Regions from separate parts of the Oryctolagus cuniculus genome. Here region 1 is linked to region 2. The links are chromatin contacts, called in public Hi-C maps. All regions are on one chromosome and are shown on one strand. The core of a region is the stretch at or near the end of the contact, and the rest is flanking DNA. Distances in the headings are between cores, read along the strand shown.

What was found. Hi-C and Micro-C count contacts between places; a contact is called where the count stands out from the background.
Region 1: a contact with region 2 is called in a Hi-C map of liver, with 4 times the contacts expected there. The contact joins the promoter of MYBL1 here to the enhancer-like site in region 2. A contact is called at or near these places in 2 of 6 Hi-C or Micro-C datasets (ear pinna and liver).

The regions. Positions count from the first base shown.
Region 1 is chr6:92,273,943-92,276,912 of mOryCun1.1, forward strand. It overlaps MYBL1 (MYB proto-oncogene like 1), which reads right to left and starts at 1,537. Exons shown (of 16, transcript XM_051844529.2): 1 at 900-1,537. The coding sequence starts at 919.
Region 2 is chr6:92,186,796-92,189,524 of mOryCun1.1, forward strand. No RefSeq gene overlaps it. Among named protein-coding and RNA genes, the nearest start is that of VXN, 33 kb to the left of the region's middle. Within about 2 kb of position 1,421, at least 1 of the 8 cell types and tissues checked has an H3K27ac peak or open chromatin away from gene starts, as enhancers often do.

The DNA of each region.
Region 1 (2,970 bases), core at 287-2,786, 87 kb after region 2:
ATGTAGTACTCCCAGTACTAAATTTCAACTTGGGAAATACGCCTCTAGTTCAGACTTTGAAGCTGTGGATCTAAATCAAAAAAAACTTTTGGAAATTCTGCCCAACATCTTTTCAGGTTTATTTAATACTACTGAAGATTTAAAACACATCCCAGATTTTCGTCATCGAAGCGATTACTCCACATAATTGATGAGTAGCTACTGTAGCGACACACAAAAAAATGATTCATTCTACACATTTTCCAACAAAATATGTGCAACACCTCTGTGCCACACTTAGATACAGAGTTAACGAAGGACGCCCAAAATGTCAAGTGACTCAAACAGTGTTTTAAGAGCAAGCTGGTGGTAGCCACGGTGTGTTATCTTCCCAGAAGATGTAAAATACATATACATGAACATGGGCATTGTAATTAGAGAAAGCATCACACAAAGGTCCTCCTCAGCTACCCAAAAGGGGATTTTCCATAACCTTTCAAGAGAGCAGAGTTGGCAGAGGGGCTGCCGCCCAGGTTTGTCGGGGAGCTCCTATTTCGACAGTGCAGTCGATCGGAAGCGAACTCTAAACTCCGTTTCGAGGCATCCAGGATGGGCACGATCACTTGTATCCGGGTAGCATCTTCCCTCAAAGCGCACACACTTACCTGGCAAGAAACCTCCCTCCAAGAGTGGCTGGGAGGGCTGAGAGGTGGGACGTGCGCCGTGGGGACGCCGTCACACACACTGGTCCCCCACTCTGCCCTGCGCTCGACCCCGTGGGGCCGAGAGGCTGTAGGGCAGCGACTTGGAAACCCTCTGCCCTGCCTGGGGGAGAGCTGGGTGCGGGGGGCAGCGGGAAACGAACGAGACCCCGGCCAGAGTTGGCGCTGACAGGCCCGGGTGAAAGGGATGTCACCCACCTGCGCGACCTCTTCGCCATCCTTCAAGTACCGCATAGGCGCGGGCTGGGCGGGGACGCAAGTCAGCCTCCTCCAGCCTCAGGCGAATGCTCCTTCTCCCCGACTCTCCCAGCGGCTTCCCTCGCTCCCTCCCAGAGGCGGCCGAGAGCGGAACGCCAAGTCCCAGGCAGGGCAGGACGGAGGGACTGAGGGGCGGACCGCGACCCGCCCCCGGCCCGCAGCGCTGTGTCCTAGCCCCGGCCCGGCCCGGTCAGGGATGCCCCCAACATGTCAGGAGGCACGCTCCCGCCCCTCGCCAGCTTCTTCGGCCGCCTCTGAGCCTCCCGGCTGAGGTCCCAGCGCAGCTCCGCCGCGGGCGCCGACCCCCGCCCTCTCCCCGCAGCGAGCAGCTGTGCAGGGCTCGCAGCCTCCTGCAGGGTTTTGTCCGCACCGCCGAATCTCGCGCCCAGCCTCCCTCAAGAGCCGCCGTTTGAATCTGCGCACGCGGCCCGGAACCTTATTGGCTGTGGCGCCCGCACGCGGGGGGCCAGGGCGGGGCGGGGAGAGCGCGCGCTGCTGAGGGCGGGGCTGGGGAGCTGGAAGCCAGGACTGGAACTCGCGGGAGACGGCGAAGGAGCGGGGAACTAGGGGGTGGGGCCGTAGGCGGGGCTCGCGGGCCGAGCTGTGCCGGGACCCGGAGCGCGCGGAGAGCCGCACCGCGAGGGGGCGGAGCGCCCTGGCCGCGCGCGGCCTGCAGGGAAGCCGAGTTCCTGAGCTTGAGGGGCGGATCCGGAAGCGGCGGCCGCAGAAGCCGCCGCCCTCAATTTCCCCGGGTGAGCGGATGGTGTCCCTGGGGAAGGGCGGTCCTGCCGCCTGGCCGAAGAACGTCTCTGCAGCCTTTCTGGGCAGTAGGTCCTGGCTGTTTGGATGTATCCCGCCTTCGTAATTAGGCGCGGTCGTCGGATGTGACACAAATTTAATCATAACATTTTCGCGGCGGTTATTTTTTTAAGCAAAAACGGGAGCTATTTTTACCCAGAAGACATCCTAGCTAGGAGAGTGGCGAAGATTCTGTGGCAGGGAACTGAATATCACCTCATTTTTCCTCAAGAAGGAACAGAAGTGTGACAAGTGGAAAAGATTTTAGGCGGAGACGTGTGTACAGCGGTAAAAGGAAATGATGCGTGTGTGCATTACGTTCTCAAAGTACTTAATGCAGCGCCCCACCTTAAGGGATAGAACTGATGTGCGGGGTGGGGGAGCTTGGTCCGGGAGAATAATGCGAGAAGACAGAACAGAGGTGGTCTGGGAACTTGGTCCAGATGAATAAGTACGATGGACAGCCCGAGACGTTGACCTTCCGCCCTCACAGGAGAAGCGGGGGTGGGACGTGCGGTACCGCACCGCGGGAGCTTCCAGCAGTTGGAGCCACTAGAGGCTCCAAGTCTAGTAACTAGGAACTGCGCAGTTCGCCTAGCAGGAAAGTAGGTTAACTGCACTAACGATTAGACACGGTTAAGGATTCAAATTTGCAAGACAGCATGCTCTACTGGATAGAGCACTGAACCGCGTGTTAATATTGTACCAAACTGACATTTGCTATTTTGAAATTCTACGCATCATCTTTTGCAAATCAGAAATGCAGGTGCAAATCTGAATTAAGAGGTGGTTACAAGCACTACTGTCAAAACTTAAATACATTTGCGTTTTTAGAGTTCCTTTTTCTCAAGGTATAGATTATGGGAAGGTTAAGCAGCTTTTTATTCCAAATCATGCTGAATTGCTGGTCCACTTTAAAAAAAAAAAAAAAAAGATTTGAGGGCCAGTGCTGGGGCTTAGCGATTAAAGACTCTGCCTGCAGTGCTGGCATCCCATATGGGCGCCAGTTGGAGTCCCAGCTGCTCCATTTCCAATCCGGCTCCCTGCTATGGCCTGGGAAGGCAGTAGAAGTTGGCCCAGGTCCTTGGGCCTCTGCACCCGTGTGGGAGACCCAGAAGAAGCTCCTGGCTCCTGGCTTCCTATCAGGCCAGCTCCCGTTGGGGCCATTTGGAGAGTGAACCAGCAGATGGAAGACCTCTCTGGCTTTTTCTGC
Region 2 (2,729 bases), core at 171-2,670:
AAGCGCGGCATGCATAGTCTCACTGTAGGAAACATCAGGCCATACCTGAGAAAAGCCAAAGTCTCTGGCCCTGCCCTTCCGTTCCAGGCCCTTCTCCACTGTTCTCACCAAGGTGGGGTTCTCATAGGCTACAAATAAGTAGGGAGTGAACTTTTAAATGATGAGTTTGGGGCGGTTTAGTTCTTCACACTGTTCTTACAATTTCTTTGTAAATTGGAAACTCCCTCAAAGTTTTCCTTTAAGTTAACATGAAGAGAACTTTAAAAGCAAACATCAGCCTTCCAAGGAAAACTCCTCTTAGGCTGCAGACTCACAGGGTGCATTTTCTGTCCTCTGTTAGCAGAAGCACTGAAGCAAACTTGTCCAGGAAATCTGGCCACACTCACACCCAGGGGCCTGCAAATGAGGGACAGGACCCCTGAGCTCCCCAGGAGCACTAGGCTCCCTGGGTCTCAGCCCTCCTACCCCACCTCCAAGCTCCAGCAGAGACTGTGACAAGGGGTACAAAGCCAGAGACTGCACATTTCCCCACCACCTGGCCCTCACTGTCCTGCCACTTGGGCAAAAAAAAAATGCCTGTAAGGATCTGGGCACCCTTTATTGACCGTGATAGAAAAACCCCCTAGAGGGCACAGTGGGTTAAAGCCCTGGCCTGAAGCGTCGGTATCCCATAAGGGGGCTGGTTCAAGTCCCGGCTGCTCCTCTTCCGATCCAGCTCTCTGCTATGGCCTGGGATAGCAGTAGAAGATGGCCCAAGTGCTTGGGCCCCTGCACCCATGTGGAGACCCAGAAGAAGCTCCTGGCTCCTGGCTTTGGATCAGCACAGCTCCGGTCGTTGCAGCCTTCTGGGGAGTGAACTGGCAGATGGAAGACCTCTCTCTCTGTCTCTACCTCTCTCTGTAACTCTGTCTTTCAAATAAATAAAATAAATCTTTTAAAAAAAAGGAAAACCCATAAAGGAAGGCCATAATCTAAAGAGGCTCCCTGTCTCCACAAGGCAGGAGCTTTTCTGGTGCTAGCTAATAGTGATGGAGAAATGCTGAGTAGGTGTGCTGGGAAATGGGTGACAAAGGGCCATGCCTGACAGCTGTGTCCCCAGCCTGGGAATGTCCACATTCCTAGAGTGTGGTCCCTACACAATCTCTGTAGCATGAAGACAGCACCTACCTGCTCCCGTTATGTTGTGTGTGTGTGTGTGTGTTTTGTGTGGGGGAGACTTTCTGGTCTCAGGACAAAGGGAACCGACGCTTTCCTCATTTCTAATGACCTGTTGACCACAGATCAGTGTCCCTGACTGCACCACAGCTCACCTCCAGAGGGAGGAAGTGCTGCCTGTGGCTCCGGGGAGGAAGGAGAAGGCAGGCTCTCAGCCAACCCATTACTCAGCAGGTGAGCTGATTGCATCAGGCTAGTGGTTCAGTTGTCATCCCAGTGTCCAGGGCAACAGCACAAACAGTGTGCAGCCATCTAGGTCAATGCCCTGGGCTCCCTCTCACAAAATCCTCCGTGGCATGTGTGGTAGAAGGGGGCAGGGCACAGGTAGGCAGCTAGATGTGAGGACGTTTCTCCAGCCTGGGTACATTTCCAGTCTCCTTACTCTGCCTAGAGGTGCACTAAGTAAAACCACAAACCCAAGTCCCACCCCAGTGCTTTTCTAAGTGCTGGGGCGCACTACAACAAGAGACCCCACTACAACAAGAATTGTAAAAACACACCCTCCTCTACAATTCAACTCTGTGTCTTGAAATGCAAACCATGCCTTCCCTACAAGAAAACAAAAAGCCAAAGCCATCCCGAGGTTACACAGAATCTAGCAGTGTCTACAAAATTGGACTTAGGACAGAGGCAAGAGGAAGGGGAGGTTAGGAAATGGATGAGAAGACATGAGCTGGGAATTAGGTGTGGGAGTTTGAGACAGAAGTCAGAAAGAAAAAGAAAACAGAAGGAGTTCATTGAAGCTTATGATCAGAAAGCAGAAGGATTTCAGACAAGATAAACTCATTGTTCAGCAAACAGTGCTAGATACTGGGAATAAAAAACTGCAAAACTCTTGCCTCTAGATGGTGGAACAGTCTAGTAGAAGATGCTGATATAAACAAATAAGGAAACTGTGTGACCTTCATGTTGGGCGTTTATATTTTGCTAAGGGAAATAAAGGAGTGAGCATCAGGGACATTTGGGCTGGGTATTGAAAGATGAGTAAAACTTTGCCAAAGAAAAAAGGGCAAGGGCCTAAAGAGATTCCAAAAGTAAATGAGTCAGGGGCCAGCGCTGTGGCACAGTAGGTTAACGCTCTGGCTTGGAGCGCTGGCATCCCATATGGGCACCGGTCCAAGACCCTGCTGCTCCACTTCCGATCCAGTTCTCTGCTATGGCCTGGGAAAGCAGTAGAAGATGACCCAGACACTTGAAAGATATCTCTCTCTCTCTCTCTCTCTCTCTGCCTCTGCCTCTCTGTAACTCTGCTTTTCAAATAAATTAATAAATCTTAAAAAAAAAACTTCCACTGATGCTTCTGTGGATCTCCAGTCCAAAAACCGTTCATTTGTAAGGTGAGCTAATATCCAGAGAAAATAAACTCAGGTGGAGAACTAAGTTTAAGAAGCCTCAATATTCCATTGTTCAATTTCTCCCTTGCTTTTGTTGACATGCTTCAATATCTTCCTGTTTGCAATTTGGGTTCCAATAGCAGCAATTTGTTAAAAAGCTTCAGACACCAAAGTCGTCTG